2 separate regions of the Mus musculus genome follow, and region 1 is linked to region 2. The links are chromatin contacts, called in public Hi-C maps. All regions are on one chromosome and are shown on one strand. The core of a region is the stretch at or near the end of the contact, and the rest is flanking DNA. Distances in the headings are between cores, read along the strand shown. Region 1 overlaps Skap2 (src family associated phosphoprotein 2). Region 2 overlaps Skap2 (src family associated phosphoprotein 2).

Evidence for each region. A called contact is a pair of places that touch in the nucleus more often than the background predicts.
Region 1: a Hi-C map of cerebellum shows a contact between it and region 2, with 4 times the contacts expected there. The contact joins two enhancer-like sites. A contact is called at or near these places in 4 of 39 promoter capture datasets (embryonic stem cells, liver, pre-B cells and 1 more), 14 of 484 Hi-C or Micro-C datasets (MC3T3-E1-derived osteoblasts, cerebellum, differentiating embryonic stem cells and 9 more), 4 of 115 datasets of contacts at active chromatin or transcription factors (the HPC-7 cell line, differentiating embryonic stem cells and embryonic stem cells) and 2 of 9 other capture datasets (adipose tissue and liver).

Annotation. Positions count from the first base shown.
Region 1 is chr6:51,975,095-51,980,761 of GRCm38.p6, reverse strand. The region is part of intron 4 of Skap2 (src family associated phosphoprotein 2); the gene reads left to right. Among named protein-coding and RNA genes, the nearest start is that of Skap2, 35 kb to the left of the region's middle. Within about 2 kb of position 3,216, at least 3 of the 459 cell types and tissues checked have an H3K27ac peak or open chromatin away from gene starts, as enhancers often do. A contact at or near this core is called in cerebellum, where this site is marked.
Region 2 is chr6:51,873,287-51,879,561 of GRCm38.p6, reverse strand. Skap2 (src family associated phosphoprotein 2) reads left to right here. Exons shown (of 13, transcript NM_018773.2): 11 at 4,975-5,087. Among named protein-coding and RNA genes, the nearest start is that of Skap2, 140 kb to the left of the region's middle. Within about 2 kb of position 2,206, at least 62 of the 459 cell types and tissues checked have an H3K27ac peak or open chromatin away from gene starts, as enhancers often do. A contact at or near this core is called in cerebellum, where this site is marked.

The DNA.
Region 1 (5,667 bases), core at 1,967-4,466, 100 kb before region 2:
AGAGTCATGGGATACATTTTATTTTGGTAGCTTTGGCATTCGTTTGAATGTTGGTCAGATCTTAGATATTTTTCTTTTCCCTTTGTTTTTATTGTCTAATTATTTTTCTCTTTTAATGTAGGAATCATGTTATAGGGCTGTGTTTTATCCTGGCAGCTTAAATAACATTAAATCATATTTCAAGCTGCCCAGATATACTTCCTAGTATTCGCATGCTGTATTTACAAGGGCCTTATAGAAGCTAAACCTTGTATTTCATTAGTTCAAGGATAAAATATACTGTTGTGGTTAAGTGTACAAATTATTATAACATAAACAGCCCAGTTTAGTCCTGGCATGACACGTGACTTTGGAAATTTTATTTTCTCTCTATGTTTTATTTTCTTAATTTATAAAAATAGTGGTAATTATAGTATTTTATAAGATTACAGTAAGCATAAGTGCATGGTACATAATTTGTATAGGAATATGCAAAATAGTTCTTGTCTATTATAATGTTGCAAGATGGCTAGGGTATTGAATGCTTAACTTGATTTTCATACATTTTTTTCTCTGGAATTTTTAATCTATGTTTGAACATAGATAGTTTAAGTTGTGTTAGACTATATTACATTTAATTATGTTATGTTATAATAGCTGGAAGGGGAGTTGATAATCTGTAATTGTTTTTATGACTTAGTATTCAACAGGCAGATCTGTGTTACAGTTGACATGCGCCAGCAGTAGCCTCTTATTTTGATGAAATGTATTTAGCTTTCTGTCTCTCTTGGGCAATAGGAGATGATGAAGCAGTGGCATATGAATCTGATAAGAATGAGCCTTAAACCATAGACTCATTAGCTGGGTTATTTTGTTATAAAGATGCTAAACATGTTAATATGAAGCTGATCTTGACATTCAAAATGTCCTTTGTTTGTTTGACTCTTTATGGACTTGGCCAGAAAGCTACAGTATACAATTACTAACATTAAGACAAACAAGTTTTAAATTTTGTTATATTTTAAGTTTAAGAGAACTTATTAGTGGATTCTATTTTATAAATGGAAGATTTTTTTTATCATCACTCTTTATTTAAGAATACGATTTTAAATCTGATTTTTAAAAGAAGAAATATGTATTGTGACTATATTTTATAATGAAAGAAAACTAAAATGTTAATGTTGTTACCTCGAGTTGTATCAGCTGGAATTATGATACTGTTATCTGTAGTTTTCCTTTGTATGGTAATAGCCTGTGGAAGATAGGCTTATTTTGTATATGAGTTGTGTTTGGACTTTATATACTGGTAGCTCCTCTAGTTTATAACTGTTCTGTGATGTATACTTTGTGCTTTGTTTCTCATTGAGCTTTAATAAGGTACCTGTTATTATGTTCTGCTTATTCTGTTTATATTAGTTTCAATAATCTCTATTTGTTTTTGTATCTGTATGTTTTTATTATTCTTCACAAATATACAAAACTACTTACCTGTGTGAATATCGATACTTCTGTGACTTAGCTGTATTCCTCCAAGACTGTAAAAAACATTATTAATTTGTTATTTAGTTAGCCCAGAAATACAAAGGTCGAACAATTATTTGAAGACCTAAGAGGATGATTCAGACAAAGGATTTGAAGCACATATGCAGTTTTGATAGGTGAGGAAGAGTGAGTTAGGTATCACCTAGGTAAGGCTGATCCTCTCAGAGTCAACTTTCTGTCACCGGTTGTCAGTGTGTGTGTGTTAGGGATTCTGATAGCACATGGATTGTGCTGTCTCCTGTCCCTCAGCTTGTTAGGTTTTGGGAACACTGGATGGGTTAGCATGTGTGATTCACCTACACTTTCCCAACAGCTTTATAAACTCATTCTTGCTCTTAAAAACTAATTAACCAGAAAAATTCCTTGCCTTATCAAATTTATTTATTAATGAAATCTATTTTGATCTGTCACTGATTGGTACTTGAGACAAAGTTCAAAGGCCATCTGTCAGTGTAATTGCTAATATATTAAATGCCTCAGCACATTTATATTGTAAATTATATGTTCTTGGAATTAAAAAAGTCGTGTGAGTTTTCTGCCTTTAACTCTTTATAGTGTCTCAGTTTCTGAGTAATAAAAGTGGGATTAATGCCAAGTAGCCGTGTGTCTGTGAGCATGTGTTTGTGCATGTGTGTGCATATGTATGCACGTGTGCCCATGTTCACAAGTGATGGAGGTCCAAGATGGTAGTAGTGCCTAAGCTCCCTGAGACATCACCGAATGCCCAACTGTCCTGTGCTGCAAAAGCATGACGACAGCAGACAGACATTTCCCAGCATCATCCAGCAAAACAGTGTGCGTGCTTTTTACTGTAAAATTTACTTGGAACATGTCTTGAAATATTGCTGCTTCTTTAGCAAGTCATAGATAATACACAGTGGAAATTGTGTTTTGAACAAAAACAAAGGAATTTTTATAAATAAAAATAAAGCCTGCAGGTCAATTGTTTAATTCTGAGACTAGCATATGGAGCCATTACCTAGGCAGAATTCTCTTAGAAAACATACAGAACTTAACAAATGCCATCATCAAATACAAAACAAAGTGGAAGGTAGACAGAAAAACAAAAGTAACACCCCCTCACCGACAGCTCTTCCAAAACACGCTTCAGTGCTTACCGCGTATGGATTCTCTGTGGTTGGGTCAAGGTTTTAGTACTAGGCCAGTGCTGAAAACAGAAATTATGTTCTATCTTTTAGTTATATATCTTATCATTCACAAGTAATGCTTGGACTGTTTAAGCCCTGAACAACCCACTGGCATGGTATTTAGAATCTGTCATTAGGGTTTCACAGGAAGGAGGTGAGGTGGTAGTAATTGATTTATCCCCACTACACGCAGCCTCCCGCTCTTCTTCCACTCTGCCCTCCCTTGGGCAATACTCATAGGGTCGAGCTGCCAATCTGTAGACTTAATTTTTTCCAGCAGTACCATCTGGCTTCTTGGCACCACAAGTTATGTTGGTTCTTTGTGGTTGCTATAAACAAGATGAGTTTGTCATATTGTTAGACAACTTATAGGTGGTTTGTTGTGGCTTGATCCTGTTTCCTTGCAACTAATTATTGATTATTATTTAGAGAACCTTCTCTGGTGTTTGTGAGAGCACAACAAGGTTTCTCGTGAAAAGAATGGAACACACCAAAACAGATTCTGGATGCCAGCTGGGGGCTCTCCTGAGTTCTGTCGGCTTCTTCAGCAGCTTCTCCTTTCAAGACAGATTAATTTCAAGTTAATGGTAGAGGCTTTCTCTTTCATTCAGAGCACATGCATTTGTTTTGAAAATTACTTGAATGTGTGTTTAAAATCCCATTTTGATTGCCCTCATGACCCTAACATGAATATTTAGAAATCTCAGTTAGTGTGCAGATAGCTCTCTAACATCTGCATTACTGTCTTTCTTTCTTCATCTGTCATTTTGAAAATGATCATCTGTTTATATTTTGTGTTTCATTTTGTAGATGAGGGGTTTTACTTTCATGTCTCATAACATCCATAAACAAATCAAAAAATGATTATGAAAAGTTTATCTGAGTTTCAATAATTGAAAAGATATGTCCAGGCATGTATTCATAAAACTTAAGCCATTTTCCATAACACATAGTAAACCAGACATATTTTTTTCTAAAGTAAATATTATAAAACTAATTTCTTAAACTCTTAAGGGTTCTTTTTATAAAGTAGCTCATTTCGACAGGGACTTAATTGATCACATTTGTGTTAATTCTTCATGGAACATGATCTTCATATTCTTTAGGAAGTTTTTAAGAGTTGCTCATTCATGTGAAAGTGTTTCTCTTGAGTTTGTTTTTAATTAGATGCTATGTAATCTATGTTGCTTCATAATAACGAAAGGATACCGATGTTGAAAATGCATACCTTGAGTCTTTTTAGTTGCTGGCATAAGGACATTTGAAACTCATGAACTGATTTAGTGGGGATTATTTTCATACCACCATATTAGCAAGCAGTAACTACAAAGTTGACTTTGCAGAACATTTTCAGAATGTTGAGCAAAATGCACGGCTAAACTGATGTAATTTGCTTGTGATGTGACGATAAGGTCCAGTTGTTAATAATTCCTTTGGTTCTAAGTATGTGAAGAAAAGGAGCAGTGAATGTCACTCGGGGAGAAGAGCTAAATCAGATGTCACTGGAGTGATTCATGTGCTGACTGGAATGGTTAACATGCATTTTATTCTACTGTCTAGCAGAAGGAGGTGGGCTATAGAAAAATGAATTCTTCACTGAATAATTCACAACAATTATATCAAATTTTAATAACTTGAGCTAAGAAGGCATACATATGATTCATGTTCTCAGAATTACTCACATTAGAGATTAATTGTGATTTCTTAAACAAAAATACACTCATAAGTGTTTTTAATTGGTAAATCATGATCAGTTTTCTATTTATTAAAGTAGCATCATTTGATCAGTTTTTAGCTATAATTTAACTTGAAGTTTAGGCATCACAATTCATCTGCTGTCATAAATGTCAGCTCATTAGATTTTGCCTCTAATACCAAAAAATGCCTCGAATTGTTTGTTGGCTTCATCTCAAACTCGGATATGTAAAGAGGACAGTAGAACATTTTTCTTTGAAATCACAGAGAGTTCAGTGACCTTTCAGTGGCAAATTATGTAGAAAGAAAATATTTATATTCATTTAAAATAACCTCCGTGAAGAAATCGTCTCATTACCCTGTTTGATCAATTTCTTGTAGCCTGAGCTGTAGCATGCTGCTGTTGCCATTGGTTGATGGAGTACACTGAGTAGTGGCTAATGGTGATGGTGCTCATCAGGAAGGGTTCAGCCAGCGGTCAGCAACAAATAATTCAAGGCTCTTTCTAAGTTTGTGGCTGGTGGAATTTGCTTCTTGCCCCAAGCCAGCGGCATTGCTGAGCTGGGCTATTTGATTAGAAGAGAGGCATATTTGCTTCTTAGCAACTGCACATTTGCACAACCCATAGTCCTCTACTGCCTCTGAAGGTTTCCCCTTTGTGACGGTAGAATAATACTTTATTGTTGATTGACGGACAAAAGAGATTCTAATACAAGGCAAGCTTATAACCACTTTTTTAGTGGGTAGTTTTTATTGGCACTAGAAATTGTAGCTTCATATTCCAATTTTAAAAGAAAATATAGACCAATTGTGTGCTTATTGTAAACAAGCATTGAAATCCCAGTGTACTAGAATTTTAATATGAGTATCAGCAAGGTTTGCAGTGCATGAATGTGATTGAGTAGTATTACTTTTTTGCCTACCATGTTCAATCACAGAAAATAAATTGTGTGTGTGCGCGTGCGTGCAAATATGTATTCTGGTTGCATACTTTCAAACTACAATTAATACTAGTTAAAATTTAACTAATACTGTTGAGAGAAGAGTTAATGTAAGTTGTCCTTTTTGATCTGAGAATTAATTTTTATATGAAAATAAGTCAGATTTTGAATTCTAAATGGATGGGTGCAAGCTTTAGACTGTAGTTCTCACAGGAGTGAATCTATAGAATAAATGATGTGTCTCCAGTAATAGATAAGGTTATTTATAACTCAGCAATTAAACAAGTGAGAAAAGAGCAACATGGGAAACACAGTCTGGGTTTTACGTTCCTGGGAAGAAAACTAGGTTTGTTTTTGTGTTT
Region 2 (6,275 bases), core at 957-3,456:
TTTGTAATGACTCAATTAGCTTTCATTTCTGCACAAAGGAGATTTAGTTGCATAAATTAGCTTATCATCATTGAGGAAGTGTCACTGCTAAAGGACAGTTTATAGATACAACATGCAGTTGCTGTCAAACCTATAAGAATGTAATATAGACATCTGTGTATACTTTGTGCTTGAGCAGAACAGACTTCTGCCATTCAGAGACTAACAGGGGACAACAAGTTGCCCAAGGGACTGGCAATGTAGACATCTCTGAAAAGGTCAACTTGACACAGGCTCTGACAATCGACCCACAGCTCTGTCTTCTTTGATAAAAATCAGATAAACTTAAGACCGCTAATTGATCTGCAGCCTGTTTAAATGTTGGCCATGCATATCTTCATTGCATATGATTAACACAGAAAGCAAATGAATTGGGTAAGAAATGCCAGAGTCCAGTGACAGCAGCTTAAAAATGAGGAAAGGACACTGGTTGCCTAGCAGACTGGGGAAGATATTCTGCACTATCCATTTCCACCTGGCACTGGGCCCCAAGTACTAATTATGTGCACACCATGTACACACACACAATACGGACAACTCTTCTTGCTTGTTGCTATTTCCAAGTAGCACAAGATAAACTATCTGTAGCACAAACATGAAGTTAACTTTGATAAACCAGCATTTATTTTACAGGGAAAGAAGAGATGGGCAGCCTTCTTATCAGAACTTTACACCTCTTCACAGCCATATGTCAGCTGGGGTGAGGTCTGCCCTGTCACCCCCAGGTCCTGTAAAGAGCTGGAGCTAGGGTCACCTTCCTCTCTCTGATATGTCCATACATCACTCTTTTGAGTTGTCAGAAGCAGGGTGGACAAGCAGTGCGTGTTCAGGAAGTAGCTTTCCTGGGGCCTTCCTACTGTGACATATGGGAAGGAAGCGGGCCTGACTCTAGACCTGGACAGGAAGGCAGGAGCAGGTTGCTGTAGAAGGTTTGGGTTTGCCTTTTTTTTTTTTCCTTGACAGAAAGGAAACAAGACAAAGTCATTAGTTGTTAGCCCTCTTGCCCTATAAAATAGAGTTGTAAAACATGGCAGCAAGCAAAGCCCAGGCACTCTATGCTTGATAGTAAATTAGGTATCTGTTTTTAAAGTTCTGAATCATGATGCTTCTGCCAAGAGCATGCATGTTTCTTTGTAAAATGTCTATGCAGGTAGAGAGGGTAGAAACAGATAGTAGATAGACCTTCCACAGGCACAAGTGAGCATGCCTCAAATGTTTGCCTTTGAGGGTAGGGGGAAAAGAGTTTTTCTCAAAGGAATCCAGTAAGTTGATGAGCTTTTCATGCCATAGCCACAAGATACTGCAATGTCTGTCTCTTGTGCCACAGAGCTCTTTCAAGCCATCATTCAATGCCTTCGCAAAGCAAGCCGTCAGGGACTCTGTGCTTGCCACTAGGAGCACTGAGCTGACAAGAGTGTTGCTTTCTGCCTAGCATCTCATCTTGTGAACTTCTAACCTCGCTCAAGAATTTGATGTATATTTTTTACATTGACTAATTTTGCAGGAAGAGACTCAGTGTTGCAATGTAAAATCTAAAGGTAAAGCTGAGTTCATCTTGTCTCCTACAAGTCGCTTCACATTCACTCATCTTACAAAGGTCATGTATATTTATAGGTATATAGATGGGCCCGCTTGATGTTTTTAACAATATAAAAATCTGCTGTCCTTTCTAAAACACTTTTCAGGCTTGCAGTACTTAGGGAAAGGGTCTCTGGTGTCGGCATCATGCTTCATTCATTGTCAACATGCCTTTTATAATCTTGTGTTTGTGGACTATCTGGCGGTTACTTGCTTAATTTGTACTTTGGTAACAATCCTGTTAGCTTTGCCAAATATGTATTTTTATAAAAATTTAAAAGCTCATTGTGTACATTTTTCAAAGGCTAGCTAACTTTCCTTTTTAAACCTTCTTTCAAAAGTAATTCATGCCCCTCAGGACAGCACACATAGCAAGGTGACATTTTGTGTGTAATTTTCAAAATATTGACTGTGGTATAGATAGAATGGTGTTAACATGCCGAGTAAAGACAGCGAAACCACATTATCTGTGCTTGTGAGTGTTCCATAGTCTACAGAATGCCTGCCTTTCTTGGGGCCAGGGATGGTTCTCAGCAGGAAGGCATTCTGACTAGCCTACTCGAGGCTCTGCATCTGCTATCCCTGTGCCACAAAGCAAAGCAAAGTCATGTCCTGTGGGTTATCTCCCCGAGCACAGGCAAAGACTGCTAGTGTTTGTGAGCCTTCTGTGCTTTCAAAGCTGTTTTTGTACATGAGTTTTGTCTATGTGTGTTTAGAGCCACTCCATTTTAGAGATAAGCTATAGGAGCTTCCTGCTTTCCACAAATAAGATCACTCCTGATTCTTTTTGTCTGGCATGCTTTCCGGGGAGGCAGCTAGCACACACACTGCTGGCCTTCCCCTCACTGTAGATGCCCGCTCTTCACTTAGAACGCCAGTCATAGACGCACAGATGGCACACAGAGTGCTCCTCAGCGGTGCTCACTGTCCATGGGACCGACCGTCCGTCATTTTTTGGACTCCATCATCATCAAGATTACAGGAGGCACAGTTGAAAATGTGTCTTTCCCCGGCTCTGCTGAATCCCTGGCTCTTCCCTGACTTCCTTGCAGCAGTGAGGTTTAATGGAATGCCCCTGATGCACATCTAGGGAGAGATGCATCTTGTACACCGTGGGGGTCTCTCCCCTTGCTGCTCCTGTAACTCCCATTAGTGTTAATGGGAGTCTCTCCAAGTGTATCCAGGGAAAGAGAAACCAAAGTGGTAAGAATGTGTATTTAAAATCACTGGATACTTGGGGTTTTTTGTCCTTTCTTTCCTCCCCCTACTTAAAAAAAAAAAAAACAAAAAACAAAACAAAAAACAAACAAAAAACATGTTAATTGAAAAGTACTGTGAGAAGGTCTGAACCAGAGGAGGGCCCGGACAGCTGGGACCTGGGATCCCACAGCTCCACCAAAAACTTTGACCTCAGTTTTTCAGCCAAAGTTTGTTTCTTCCACGTCTTCGGACCAAGCCTAAGGCCTGAGCAGCGTGGGGAACAAGTTGGGGGGTGGGGGAAGGGCTACTGGGGAAACTAGCTATTTAGACCTTCTTTGACTTGGCTAGAACTGTGTGGCAGGCCTCACGTGTGAGATGATGTCATCCTGTCTGCTCTAACTCCTTGACTTTCAAGCTGACACTGAGAGACCACATGGGGTGCAACATTTGACCCAATTAGCAGTTGATTTAATCTGACAGGAATGTTTCAATTCTAAATCTCTATTTGTCTAAATAAGTGGTTTTTAAAGGAAATCAGTCACTTTATTATTAAGTGATTTTTAAAAAAAAAAAAAAAGAAAGAAAGAAATGGTCAATGCTTGGAGGTATCTGGCCAGCTGGAGTGCCCTCTAGTGTCTGTTTACAGAATGTATTTAATATATGCCTGGGGGCTGGGGGAGGATGTGATAGGGGTGGCCACAAGCACTATTAGCTCCTGGTTGGATTCTGGGGCTTGCACATGCCCCTGCTGGTTTTAGTGCTCTGAGCCCAAGTGCTACTACAGTGGAGAGGCCAATACAGGGTCGGTCTCTCTCTCTCTCTCTCTCTCCCTCTCCCTCCCTCCCTCTCCCCCCTCCCTCTCTCCCTTCCTCCCTCCTTCTTCCTCCTCCTCCTCCCCTCCCCCAATCCTATCATGCCGCTCCTATTGTCCCTCTCTTTCCATCCTAAAAAATAAAAATTAACAGAGGATTCTGTTAGGTTGTATTTTCTAGTCCTTGTTTATTTTCTCACAAATTTAAGTGAAACGGTGCATCCCACAAATACTTAGATTCCATGTTATTCAGATTCTCCTTTTTAAAAAATGTTAAAGACATTAAGGAGAATTTAAATCTCCTAATAAATTAATACTTTGTGGAGATCAACACTATGCTGACTGTACTAATGTGGCCGTTTGTATTGAGGTTGCCAAGACGCCTCTTGTTTAAAAGTGAGATGACAAGCCTGATCCAGCATCCATGTCCACGTTATCCCGTGGATTCAAAGCTGACATTGCAGCGATGGAAGCTGTCAGCACATCTGTGTTCCGCCTGGCTAGTGAATACACGGGCATTTTGTGTCTTATTGATATAACTTGCAGTCTTTTTTCCTTAACTCATCAGAACTCAATTATCACGAAATTAAAAACAGGAAACAGTTCTCTTGTGTAACAAAAGCATCCAGCGTATTTAACTGTGTGCTGTGTTTTAGGAGCCACATTGTGTGAGTGACAAAGCATACATTATCCAGTTACTGTGGTATTACGGAGCGACGAGCACTAAATAATCAATCAGTTAATGGTGTGTATGGCAGTTTGAGCACTTCACATCCATTGTGCTTATGCCAGGAGAAGGATGAACTGATAACGCCACTGTGGGAGCCTAATGTCCTAGACCTGACGAACAAAAGTCTGCATTAGCAATTTCACAGCTGCAAAAGTATTTTAGAGACAACTTTGAGAGACTTTGGATACAAATGCTTTATATTTGAGTATTAAAGTATGCTATTATTATTATGCTCTTATCAAGTGTTCTAAACTCCATGAAATTGTTACTTCAGATATGTCCAATCTGTCCCTTAGATATTCTGATGGTACAGTAAGACCAGTTGCTCTTTAAACACATAGCGAGTGAGCTTAGGACTTTCCATTAAAAATGAGCAGAAGCACCTTGCTATTTGAGAATGTAATTGCTACAGGTTATAGATTACAGATAGAAGTGGAGGGGGCCATGAAAAACCAAACCTTCTGAAACAATCTTCATGAGCATGCTCAGGAGTAGTTGCAGGTTCACTAAGATGTACCATGATCCAGGCCAGGGCTTCTTTCTTGGCAATCTAAAATGGTTCTTTAATTTCTTTTGATTCAAGCCTTAACCCCAAGTCTCTCTCTCTTTTTCCTAGGAGATAAAAGCACTGATTACGCTAATTTTTACCAGGGTCTGTGGGACTGCACTGGAGCTCTGTCTGATGAGTTGTCCTTTAAGCGTGGTGATGTGATTTACATTCTTAGCAAGGTAAGAAAGTTACCCCCCACCCCACCCCACAAATGACAGCTGTCAACGGGAAATACACAGCTCAGTTCTCCTGCATTTAAATTTACAACACAAGGGAAAAATGCCAGTTGGAATTCTTCTAGGTCCTAGTTAACAATTGGAAGTTCACAATAATTAATTATTTTGTCAAGTGAACTATAATCAGAATTTAAACACAATCAGATAACAGGATTCAACTTAGCCGTGTGTTTACCTGTCACTCTAGCCCTTGGCAGGCATCCACCTACTGCCTTATCCAGAAACAATATACTTATGTGAAAGTTAACATTGTAAGGTATTAGGTTATTAATTATGTTTTTCTTGCTTCTTCCTCCTTATTCTTCTGTGTGCTTATTCTGAGTTTGCCTGCCATTCTCCAGTAGAAACATTGTGTTTATAAAAAAAGGTTTTCATCTTTGTGTAAACACATTGGGTGTTCCAACAATTTAAAGGCTCTATATTCAGACAAGTTGAGGTAATTTTTTAAAGTTTAACACACTATATTTGTAATTGCAGTACCAAAGTATATTGCCACAAACTCATCTTTATGTACATGAGAATCGTGTCTTTGCTTTTTAAGACACTGCACTGTAGAACCTGTCTGCTCCAGACATCAGTTTCTGATGCAGTGTTGGAACTCTCTTAATTTTCACTCTGAAGTTTTTCCTACTGTACTATAGGGATTTTTAAAAATGTTTTTAAGCTTATCTTAGCACCAAATCATGAATGAAAATGACTTAAATATAAGCAGGGAAATGTTATATAGGTCATAAGTCTAACACTTTATAACCCTAAAATTATTGAGCTGAGAAATATTTTGGATATTTCAGAAAGATGATATGTGTTATTAGATACAAAGAGAATTTGAAAATAATGTCACATTTTGGATTTTAATGTTGGTTGGCTGGCACTGAAAATCTTGACCCAGCTGGTCACAGAATCTTAGAGTGGGCATCTTAATGAAGATTGTCTATTCTTGGTGCAGATAGAGTACATGAGCTAGCTATATTATCTTGACTCCTAGAGTAGTTCATTTCTGTCCCTTCTGCTTAATCCCATCCCATCCCATCCCATCCCATCCCATATAAAGCATGTACAATACCAGGACACATTCTAGACATCAGGAATCCTAAAGAATAATACATAAGCACTTGGAGATTAGTAGGAGAA